Linked DNA regions of Hordeum vulgare: region 1 is linked to region 2. A link is a contact called in public Hi-C data. All regions are on one chromosome and are shown on one strand. Each heading gives the region's core, a stretch centred on a gene start, on an enhancer-like site or on the middle of the called end of the contact. The rest is flanking DNA. Distances are from core to core; before and after follow the strand shown. Region 1 holds the start of LOC123411579. Region 2 holds the start of LOC123413294 (aluminum-activated malate transporter 9-like).

Evidence for each region. Hi-C and Micro-C count contacts between places; a contact is called where the count stands out from the background.
Region 1: a Hi-C map of leaf shows a contact between it and region 2, with 5 times the contacts expected there. The contact joins the promoter of LOC123411579 here to the promoter of LOC123413294 in region 2. A contact is called at or near these places in 3 of 6 Hi-C or Micro-C datasets (leaf and seedling) and 1 of 1 datasets of contacts at active chromatin or transcription factors (embryo).

Annotation. Positions count from the first base shown.
Region 1 is chr7H:117,982,274-117,988,643 of MorexV3_pseudomolecules_assembly, reverse strand. It overlaps LOC123411579, which reads right to left and starts at 4,642. Exons shown (of 7, transcript XM_045104548.1): 1 at 4,149-4,642; 2 at 3,213-3,454; 3 at 3,011-3,133; 4 at 2,641-2,757; 5 at 2,359-2,541; 6 at 2,120-2,261; 7 at 942-1,215. The coding sequence starts at 4,566. The coding sequence ends at 1,163. All of the region lies in intron 1 of LOC123411581 (a long non-coding RNA gene), which reads right to left.
Region 2 is chr7H:117,807,317-117,813,118 of MorexV3_pseudomolecules_assembly, reverse strand. LOC123413294 (aluminum-activated malate transporter 9-like) reads left to right here and starts at 3,202. Exons shown (of 6, transcript XM_045106235.1): 1 at 3,202-4,063; 2 at 5,385-5,522; 3 at 5,618-5,802. The coding sequence starts at 3,667.

The DNA of each region.
Region 1 (6,370 bases), core at 3,393-5,892, 170 kb before region 2:
TGACCTTTGAAGCAAATGTCCGCATATACTTGGAAATTCGAGATTCTGATACACACTATGAACTTCAGAAAGACTTGATGGAGGAGTACTGAAAATGGCATGGCAAAAGAACCGCCTAGTTTCATTATTTGTTTGTTGTATTATGCAAGAACTTGTAGTTGTGTTGCATTTGATGTTGTGGATTTGATGAATTGTGTAATAATTTACTATTGTGGACACGTGAAAGTTTGAGGTTTTAATTTAGGATGTTTTTATTTCAAATTGTGCAGTTGTACAGTTGGTTTACATCTTCACACTTACATTATCTATTGGAGTTGGAGTTTTACATCATAAATAATAAATATACAGATGTTGTGGATTTGATGAATTGTGTAATAATTTACTATTGTGGACACGTGAAAGTTTGAGGTTTTAATTTAGGATGTTTTTATTTCAAATTGTGCAGTTGTACAGTTGGTTTACATCTTCACACTTACATTATCTATTGGAGTTGGAGTTTTACATCATAAATAATAAATATACAACATCTGTTAGAGTTGAATTTTTTTTGGAGTCGTAAAAAACACAGTTTGATGATGTAAATTATACAACACCCACATTTACATCTCCAAATTAACATCGGGTATTGAAGATGCTCTTAGACTCCTCAAATGCAGAATTCAGGACAGATAAGCAGACGTGATTGCTAAAAGTTTAGACCATCATGTGTACCGTCAGTTCCATTGTGGTCAGTTGTTCGGTTTGGTTTTGGCGTGGTTCTTTGTTCAGTTGGACTACTGGAATTATCTTTAGCATTCATGTTATATTTGAAAGATGTACATGGATCAACCGCAAACAAAAAACTTGTCTGTTGATGGTACTATTGGAATTATCTTTAGCATGCATCTCGTTATATTTGAAAGTTGTATACTGGAATTATCTTTTCATTTAGACACTAGAAGTATTTGTTATCTGAATTTATTATTATTTTGCATTGATAGAAGGAGTTGAAAGGGGTACAAGGGTAGCCACAGGTGTACCTCTAAGCAATTTGCTCCACTTGTTCATGCGAGCTAAATCTGTTGCTCTACTTCTTGCTCCTGTGAACCTGCAATGGTACTTCTGCTCTGTTTCATGTCTTGGGCTGGAATATATACTCCTCCTGTGAGTATAATCTTGTTTTTCATGTCTTGGGCTGGAATATGCCGTCTGATCCCAAGCATACTAGGTGCAGTTCTGATCCCATGGAGAATTTTTAAACTATGTGTCAGTTGGTACAATCTAGTTTTATAGACATATCTAGTTGACAATGAACAATAACGTACTAAAACAAAGGTCAATACAGAATCAGCATGAGGTAACGTATTACATACTACATCATGTGGACTGATTTACATCGAGAGAAAACGGGATTTAGAATGTAATTGGTACTAAATCAGGCTACCCTAGGCGTTTAGTCGAGTGATACGCATCCCCACTTTCTGTAGCTGTGTTCTCCACGTGACGACGCACCACAGTTTGTTTTCATCAGTTGCCCAGGCCACTAGTGAGCCACCCCTATTGTTGTCAGCCTAGTGAACTTTCCTTTCCTTGTGCAACTGGCCATAATTGTAGTTAGATCTTGTTGCAGTGTCATGCTAGCTACTTGGCATATTACATCGCAGTAGTGATCATATGTTATCATATGAAATCCTCGTATTTTTGCGATTTATGTATCAGCTGTTCATCTGGTAACTGTCCTCTGATACATCAATATCAAGAAATGACCCCAGTACCTGAACCATCAAGCTACCGGCTGAAAAGAAAAACAAGAGTCAATATTCTCGCTGTGGGTACTCCCTCCTGTAGGAAACCTAAGGTGTTAAATTTATTGTCCAAGTTTGAAGTACTACAATATTACAAATCACAGTCACAAGAAAGTACTTTTGGAAAAACACAATCTTATTGTGCTTTAACAAAACCCACATATTCTCAGATTAGTTGTTGGTCAAATTTGAACTTAGTTGGCCAAACTATGCCCTACATTTCCAAACAGTGAAGGAACATTGATGGTTTGTAATGTAACTAGTCACCAACTTTCATCATCGAAAATTCGTAATGAAGAATGTAGCTGAGAATGTGGTGGCTGGTGAATAAGTACCTATGATGAAGATAGCTCCAATAAGTCCAGTAATGCCCCATCTCTCACCATGAATTGCCCATGCAAAAATAGCACCCCATACTGGTTCCAGACCATAAATTATTGCAGTTTCTGTAGCTGACACATCACGCATAGCAACAATCTGATGACAGGAAAATCTCAGAACAAAAGAAGGTATTCCTAAAAGAAACTTTGGCATACAACTGAAAAGAATGGACATAGCAAGACTAGTTACGAACCTCTGCCCATAAACAAAAGGTTGTTGCAATTATGCCTGTGTAGAGTATTGCTAGCCAAGGAAAAGATGACATCATACTGAATAACTCTGTTGGTGTATGTGGTTTTAAATTCCAGGGTACCACAGTCTGGAGGAAGCATTTAACAATGAACGAGACTGCCGACACAACAGCTACAACAACCACCTGATTTTTAACCAATTTTTAGAACACTTCATCGAAACAAAGTTGAAATTTTCACGACATAAATGCAAGAGAAACGTTGAGAAATAGTCAAAAACTAACCTGACATCCAACAAGGGCTAGGAAATTTTCTTTCTTCATTTTCCTGGAAATATGCTCGGTTCTGAGCATGTGAATTCCAAAACAAAAGGCACTAAGGAGGGTCAGAAGATCACCAACCTAATGACAGTACGCAGAGACAAGATCAATCAACATGATATGTTGCAAGTTGTGCAGTTATTATCAACTTAGTGAACCAAGAAATTCTAAAGCACACTGATACAGAGCTCCATTCTAAAGCACACTAATACAGAGCTCAAATTCTAAAGCACACTAATCTTGATTCTTGAGACAGAACAGTACTATAAGTCATAAGACAAATAAAAACGTTCAGACAAACTTGTGGACCTTTGCATGTAGATATTTGACTTACACATGGTGGAGAACCACTTAATTCCAGAATACCAACCCCAAGAACTGATAAAAATGCTCCAAGCCACGTATATGCAGGTATTTCTGCTCCAAGAATACCATCCAAGAAAGGGACAATGATCACCTGAATATGTTTGAGTAAAGAACATACAACATATCTTATAGGGAATACTTTATTGGCTAAGCTTGAGAAAGAATCTTACTGTGAGGGCGGATATGAAAGATGCACGGCCAGCATCAGCTGTAACTAACCCAATAGACTGAGTGAGGTAGGCCAAGGTTACCCAAATCCCCAACTCTACACCCCTAATAACAACGTGCATGTCTCTGAGTGACTTCAACAAGAATGGCACAAAAGGAATGGCCGCGATAGTGAAGCGTATGATATTGAAAAGGTCAGGATCCAACATAGTCTGCGCTTCTTTGACAATAGAAATGTTGCTTGCTGGTAGAAAAAGAAAATTCAATTCAGCTGACTATTCAGGAGAAAATCTCAGACAAGGAGTGATCAGCAGCACCCATCACATTTAAAATAGGGTAGTGGGGTGCGAATTTACTTGTATAATTAATCTGAAATTGGATACACATTTCCCAAATCACACTACTGTAGTATAGTGTATTGACACTCATTTTATGTGCAATAATCGGAAAATGGAGCATGGACTTCAACAAGAATGGCCTTAAAGAAGAAAAAGAGGAGAAGTGGCATGCTATACCAGGCAAAAAGGATAGATACAACATCCATGAAAAGGTATGCACAGTCATAAAATACATAGCATATATTGAACAAGTTCGCAACAATATTATGTGAGAGTTGCAATCATACAATTTATAGCTGAAATTCCCATTCCATAGATTAAGCTATTAATCTGTATGAATGAAGACATAGTACGGTATGGTATTCTAAAAAGTACATTTCCATGTACACTAGCTGACTAGCATGCAGGCACACAATTCAGCTGTGGTGTTGAAATAACCCACACCATTCCAATCCGAGAAGGCATCACCCCAGCTATGACACTGACACAACCCTCCCCTCGCCAGTTCTCTCTGAAATACCATCGAACAAGTGGTGTGCAGTACGCAGTAGATACTCTTATCAGAAATGCAGGGCGCGCGGGAGCCGAATACGTGCGTACCGAATATGAGGACGAGCAGGTTGAGAAGGATGACGCTCCTGGCCCTCCTGGGCACCAATGACGTCGCCTTCCACCACGCGGCGCGCGCCTGCCGCCTCGCCGTCCACCGGGGCGACGACAGCGTCTCCTTGGGGACAGGGCTGGAGGGCCCGCGCGTACCGGGCGGCACCGCCTTCCTCCTCCACCCCTCGCCCTCACCCGACGCCTTCTTCGGGTGGTCCGACCGCCTCGCCGGAGGGAGCGCGGGGTCGTCGGACGGGGTCGCGGAAGGCGGCAGGAGGAGGTGGAGGTGGCGCCTTCTCGATAAAAGCGTAGCGTGGGAGCCGAGGAGAGGGAGGTGGCGAGGGCGGGCGGAATGGGCTTCTCGAACGCGAGGGCGCCATGGGCGAGGGGGACTCGGGAGCTCCGAGAGGAGCATCTCGCCGGAGTAGAACGCTCTGGAAGGAGGGAACGGTGAGAGAGACTATGGAGTGAGGGGTGCTGTGCTGAGTAGCAAGAGTAGTAGAGTACGTGGCGAAGCAGACCCCACGCGCGCACCTCGCTCGGCTCCACAAACACATTCGTGGGAGTGGGAGGGTGCGCCTTCCACTAAAATCACAGAGATGACATTAAAAAAAAAATCACAGAGATGAACTGTCAACTTGAATGAAGTTGGTGAGTGCATTATTTAAACTGCCGTACTACAATTTACATTTACATTTTCGGTATCGTAAACAAAATTTACGGTATCACGGATGATGGAAAAAGAACAAATTCGATGAACAATATGTCAGTGTATTAAAAGAGAGTCTTTTAGTATCCTCACTCGTGCACAGACGGCAGCGGCCTCCTCGTCCAGCAACACTCTATCGGAAGAAAGCTCAAACCACAAGCAACAAGACAAAGGCCCGGGAAAGCCACCTTGCGAAGAGAGAGAAGACCTGACAGTCATCAGGCCCGGCAAGACTTCATCACATCTCCGCTGCCCCCACGTTATTAGATTGATTGTTAGCATCCGTGAGGTGTCGAGCAGGCATACAGTTAGGTGGATTCGTTCAGAGGCCTCTTGCAATAGTTACGGACATGCAGCATCTTTAATGACACCCATCCTGCGGCGTGTCAAGAGAACAAGAGGTAACTAGGCGAACGACACAAAAGGAGAGACGATCCTTCCAAGAGATATCGCGGTGCATTTAATGCATCTATCCTAATCTGTCAGGGTTAGGTATTCACACTGTAGCTCATGTCAGCGGTTTCGACACCTATAGAAGCCACTATTCACTCTTTCAAAAAGACCATTTTAGCCACTATGGTGACCCCTTGCACTATAAAAGGAGGTCCATGGCTTCTTTAGAAAGGTCGACACTTTGTCCATTTACACGCGTAGTTGCACTCCTCACGCTTCCTTGCCGGGTTGTTGCACTCCTGTAATTTGGACTTCCATCCACATAATTCACAAACACGAGACGTAGGGTACTACGCTTTCGAGCAGCCTGAACCTGTCTAAAAACCCCACGTGTGCATGTGAACGATGATGCTCTTTGTGCATGTGCGCCCCATCCTGAATCACAAGGGGCCTCGTACGTCCCATAGATCATCGTTCCCCCGACATCTTTAGCGCGCCAGGTAGGGGGCTACGCCTGCGCGAATCTTCGTCAGTTCATGCGCTTCTTCATCGGCTTCTTCATCGACGCCCATGGCCCCCAAGTAAGCCAGGGGCGCGTCTTTGATCCCCCATCTTCGTCCAAGCCGCCATCGCAGGTGGCTACAAGCGATGTCAATTGGGGCGACCATCACGCTCATCGCGCTAGTGAGCGCAGCCACAACACCACACGGAGTTCCACCAACCGCGACCCATATTCTGTTGTCATGGCGGTACCATGAGCACCTGAGATGACCGGGAACAACGCCGAGACTACAGCAGGTGCATCAATGGCGACGTCGACGGGGCCTTCTCCGCTTCCCGTGCAAGACAACCATGACCAACACCCGCGGGTCGACGATGACCCCGGGCGACGTACGGACAAGACCCATGCTCGCCAATCCAGGGCACGCAGGGCCAAGTTTGTCGTCAACCTCCAGAGGAGGGCCTGCAGCGTGCGGCAGGAAGGGGGAACGTTCCTCCCGGAACTATTGGGAGTAAAAGTGGCACTGTGCCTCACGTCGCGCCATGCCCAAGACTGCGGAGGAAGCCCTGGCGCAGGCCTATTTACTGCTAACCTTCCAGCCTGCGCCAGAGAGAA
Region 2 (5,802 bases), core at 1,953-4,452:
AAATCCAAGATTCCGCACACATATAATGAAGAATAGCATCAGACTGATTCTAAAGGTGGCCATGAAGGCCAAGCCCCCCCCTCGTTGATTTGGCCAGTATCATCTTAACATGTGCATAAAAAACAGGCTTGTGTTAGTGTTTGAGAATGAGTTCGAAAAAGGAAGGCGGTAAAAGGGTGTAGCAAAGCTCATGAACCGGAAAGAGTGTTCCTTATTTCCGATTAACTTGTATTCGCACAATCCGAATTCATCAAGCAACTTTTTATAGATAAGAAAAAAGAAGAAGTTTACAGGGTAAAGGTTTACACAGGGTTTTATAACTGGCTTGATGTCCCTTACTGTGCCCCTTCATTATTTGGGAAGTACTCCTTGAAAGGGGGGAACGTCGGCGAGCGGTCCTTGAACAAAGGTGTTTTTGAGAAGCTGCTGAAGTGTGAGTAGCTTGACGCAAAGTTGGTCCTGTTGGGGAACGTCGCATGGGAAACAAAAAATTTCCTACGCGCACGAAGACCTATCATGGTGATGTCCATCTACGAGAGGGGATGAGTGATCTACGTACCCTTGTAGATCGTACAGCAGAAGCGTTAGTGAACGCGGTTGATGTAGTGGAACGTCCTCACGTCCCTCGATCCGCCCCGCGAACAATCCCGCGATCAGTCCCACGATCTAGTACCGAACGGACGGCACCTCCGCGTTCAGCACACGTACAGCTCGACGATGATCTCGGCCTTCTTGATCCAGCAAGAGAGACGGAGAGGTAGAAGAGTTCTCCGGCAGCGTGACGGCGCTCCGGAGGTTGGTGATGACCTTGTCTCAGCAGGGCTCCGCCCGAGCTCCGCAGAAACGCGATCTAGAGGAAAAACCGTGGAGGTATGTGGTCGGGCTGCCGTGGAAAAGTCGTCTCAAATCAGCCCCAATACCTTCGTATATATAGGTGGGAGGGAGGGGACCTTGCCTTGGGGCTCAAGGAGCCCCAAGGGGGTCGGCCGAGTCCAAGGGGGGAAGGCTCCCCCCCCCAAACCGAGTCGGACTTGGTTTGATGGGTGGGAGTCCTTCCCTTCCTTCCCACCTCCTTTTTTTTCTTTCTCTTTGATTTTCTTTTGTATGGCGCATAGGGCCCTTTTGGGCTGTCCCACCAGCCCACTAAGGGCTGGTGCGCCACCCTCATGGCCTATGGGCTTCCCCGGGGTGGGTTGCCCCCCCAGTGAACTCCCGGAACCCATTCGTCATTCTCGGTACATTCCCGGTAACTCCGAAAACCTTATGGTAATCAAATGAGGTCATCCTATATATCAATCTTCGTTTCCGGACCATTCCGGAAACCCTCGTGACGTCCGTGATCTCATCCGGGACTCCGAACAACATTCGGTAACCAACCATATAACTCAAATACGCATAAAACAACGTCGAACCTTAAGTGTGCAGACCCTGCGGGTTCGAGAACTATGTAGACATGACCCGAGAGACTCCTCGGTCAATATCCAATAGCGGGACCTGGATGCCCATATTGGATCCTACATATTCTACGAAGATCTTATCGTTTGAACCTCAGTGCCAAGGATTCATATAATCCCGTATGTCATTCCCTTTGTCCTTCGGTATGTTACTTGCCCGAGATTCGATCGTTAGTATCCGCATACCTATTTCAATCTCGTTTACCGGCAAGTCTCTTTACTCGTTCCGTAATACAAGATCCCGTAACTTACACTAAGTTACATTGCTTGCAAGGCTTGTGTGTGATGTTGTATTACCGAGTGGGCCCCGAGATACCTCTCCGTCACACGGAGTGACAAATCCCAGTCTTGATCCATACTAACTCAACTAACACCTTCGGAGATACCTGTAGAGCATCTTTATAGTCACTCAGTTACGTTGCGACGTTTGATACACACAAAGCATTCCTCCGGTGTCAGTGAGTTATATGATCTCATGGTCATAGGAATAAATACTTGACACGCAGAAAACAGTAGCAACAAAATGACACGATCAACATGCTACGTCTATTAGTTTGGGTCTAGTCCATCACGTGATTCTCCTAATGACGTGATCCAGTTATCAAGTGAAAACACTTGCCTATGGCTAGGAAACCTTGACCATCTTTGATCAACGAGCTAGTCAACTAGAGGCTTACTAGGGACAGTGTTTTGTCTATGTATCCACACAAGTATTGTGTTTCCAATCAATACAATTATAGCATGGATAATAAACGATTATCATGAACTAAGAAATATAATAATAACTAATTTATTATTGCCTCTAGGGCATATTTCCAACAGGTCCTTTATGGTACCTGCACGTGTCCGAGGACGTTTATGACCGTAGTTTGGTTTAGCCGAACACAAGGTCTCACGTATTGGGCAGGACTTCACAAAGGCGAGGATGCGGAAAGGCTTTGCGCTGGAGTCGAGATGATTCGCAATGGGACCATGATGTTTATGAAAGTTTGCAAAAACTTAAGGAAGATTGATGCGGATCGATGAAGTCGTCATCTCCGGCCGAGGAGGTCTAGGAACTGGCCATATGAAGATATGATGATCGAAGCATCTTCTTTTGTGTTACATCGTGCTAGACTTTGAGCATGTGTTTGTTAGTATTGAACTGGTGGTAGCCTTTTGATTGTAATAGGTCTAGTTGATGTTTACGTGTTGCCTAGGTTTTCTCCTCATAGCGTCTCTTTTGTTGTTGGGCAAACACGGTGGGTTTTCTAGCGGTGCTTTGAACTCGCTCTCTTCTTACCCTTTCGTTCCTGATTTTGATGTCACACTTTGTGTTTTTGTTCTAGTAATGAAATGGGGAAAAGTCCAGTTAAAAAAAAATGTTTGTTCAACGACTTCATTGCTGAATCAGATAACATCAATAATACTTCTAGACTGACGAGACCTACTCTTGAAGCAAATGTTCGACAACATCAGGTTTGCTCATAGCTTGGTTAAACTTTCGGGTTCTATATTTGTGGCTAGGCTATCCACTTCCTTTGAACTTCTCAGTTAATCAATAACCTATTTCTATATGATCGAAAGGACATGACAAGAAATTTTCCCATTGGCAAAAATCTCAGAAAATGTAGTATTAATTATTTTTTCCTTGGACAGAGGAATCGAAAGGGGGCAGATTCCAAAGAGCAAATGACCTCACAAACCAGCCAAAAAAAGTGCAAACTAAAAGAGGCAGGAAGAAGCAATCCCTGACCTACTTTGGAACCAGCAAGAGTTTCTCGCGAAAAAGAAAAGGCAGAGAATTCTTCAGATCAGACCGACCAATCCGACAACGCGGTATACAAAGGATAGATCACGAGAAAGGGACGGATCAATTCTGCCCTGCGTGGCCTTGCGCCGCGCAGCGGATCGCATCGCACGGCGGCCAGCCGCTCGCCGGATTCCATTCCGCCATATAAAAAAGCGGCCTTTGCCACCCATCCATGGCGCTTTCCTCCCGTCCCTTCCCGGCTCCGCAGCTTTTCGCGTCGCGCTGCAGCCAGCGGGGTGACACCACGGCGGACCAGAGTCCATCCATATAGCGGAGACCGGAGAGCGCGACAGGCGGGCGGGCGCAGCCGACCAAGAAAGGCCGAGAGCAACCAACACTGCGGCACCCTGAAATCCGAACCCACGCCACGCGCGCGGGCGACATCCTTCCTTCCAGAAGCTCTCGCAGATCCATCCGGCCATGGCCGCGGGCGCGGCGGGCGTGCCGCCGGCGCAGCTGGGGTCGCTGTGGTCGACGCTGGAGGACCAGCGTGGGGCCCGGGGGGACGTCCCGCTGCTCTCGTCGGCGTGGAGCCTGCCGGGCTCCCAGGCCGGTGGCGGCGACAGGGGGCCCAAGCAGGGCCTGCTCCGCCGCGCCGGCGCCGCGGTGGCGGGGGCCTGGGGCGCGCTCTGCGACGGGGCGGCCGAGATGTGGGCGTTCGCGCGGGCCGACCCCCGGAAGCCCGTCTTCGCGGCCAAGGTCGGCCTCGCGCTCGCCCTCATCTCCTTCCTCGTCTTCCTCCGCGAGCCGCGCGACATCGTCAGCCACTCCGTCTGGGCCATCCTCACCGTCGTCGTCGTCTTCGAGTTCAGCATCGGTAACACGCCCAGTCCAGGCCGCTTCTCCGCCATTTCTTTCTCACGTTCCGTTGCGACGGTTTCTGTGCTGTGCCGTCATTGGTTCGACGTCTTGGAGGAACACATTCCCCGTGACTTGACCTCGTAATGCTAAATTTAGGCCTCTGTCATGTGCCCTATTTATGCCCCAATTCATCAGTGACTGGAGCATGTCAATTTTTAATCGGGGGTAAACATTTTGCCGTGCTATTCTGATCAGATTTGCGGATCAGAAGTTCCTGTTGCAGTGAAGAACACACGAACCTGTCAGGCTTAGATTTCAGGAGTGTAAAGTCTATGTCAACAGCCTCTCAACTAACAGAGAAGTCTGTCTCAACATCATTTAGAGTGAGATATTTCACCGCTAAGGGACAGAGAGAATTTGTCTTTCATCATGTCCTGTCAATTGACCTTCTATTATTGCTGGTGATGCAAGAAACGTGCACGCTACTATCGAAACTGGAGATGACCTTGTGATAAGTAGATTAATCTAGCGGTGTTCCTATAATTTATATTGATCGCCGGTAGATTCTTTCTTTTCTGGATTGTTTAGATTCTGGGCCACCACTTAGAAAGTGATCTAGTTGCCTTTTCTTTAGGAAAACGTCATTAGTTTATCTATGGGCGATGGAAAGCACCGCTAAATTTTATTGCTGGAGATTTTACTTGGGACCACGTTGATCTTGGACCTGTTGTAGAACTTACTATATGGAATGGTAGAAACACACATGACTGAAGAAATGAATGTTTTTCTGAAGACAAACTGCTGTTTGACCAAAGGTACCCGTAGTTCTCAACTGGTATTTTATTTTCTGTGATGCTTTCTGGTCTTCCATAATATCATTGTGATGCAGAAGTCAACCATAATGGTAGTGGTGTTTTTGAATTTTATATCGTTGGCTTCATGGCTTGCATGTTCGTCCTTTAGCCTGCTTGTTTGGCTCTGTATATGAAGTGGTTATGTCTTTTTTACCTAGTTATATTTGGTAAACTTTTCACAATGAGTGTTTGAAAGTACCACTAACCTCTCGTGATTCCAGTTGAATGATTGGGACCCCTTCATTGTAGTACCGATTGTAGAACTCACACAGATGTACGCTCGCACATTATGCAGTTCCTAACATGGACCGAAAGGTGCCATCGCTGACTTGCAGTACTTCTTAGTTAGCATTTAGTGAAGACTGTTTCTTACTCATGTGCATGTCTGGTCTTCAAAATATCATTTCAATACATAAAGCATCAGTTATTTATCACTCTGTCTTACCTCGATCTCAATACGGTGCTCTGGTCCACTATTATCAGGTGCAACATTGAGCAAAGGTTTCAATAGGGGATTAGGGACACTTACTGCAGGAGGGCTTGCTCTAGCAGTTGCCGAATTGTCCAAAAACCTGGGTGCATTGGAAGAAGTGATCCTTATTATGAGCACCTTTACTGTTGGTAAGCATTGTCGGCATGCTGCGATCATTTCCTGGCGCATTTCATATAAGCGTATCTAATTTGTAGTCTCTTATTTTTATGTGTTTTGCTGCTAGGTTTCATGACAAACTTGGCAAAGCTACACCCAAAGATGAAGCCTTATGAATATGGATTTCGTGTATTCTTGTTGACATTCGTTTATGTCATGGTCTCTGGGTACAACACAGGGAAGTTCACTGACACGGCTGTAAGTAGATTTGTATTGATTGCTCTTGGTGCTGCTGTCAGCCTGGGAATCAAT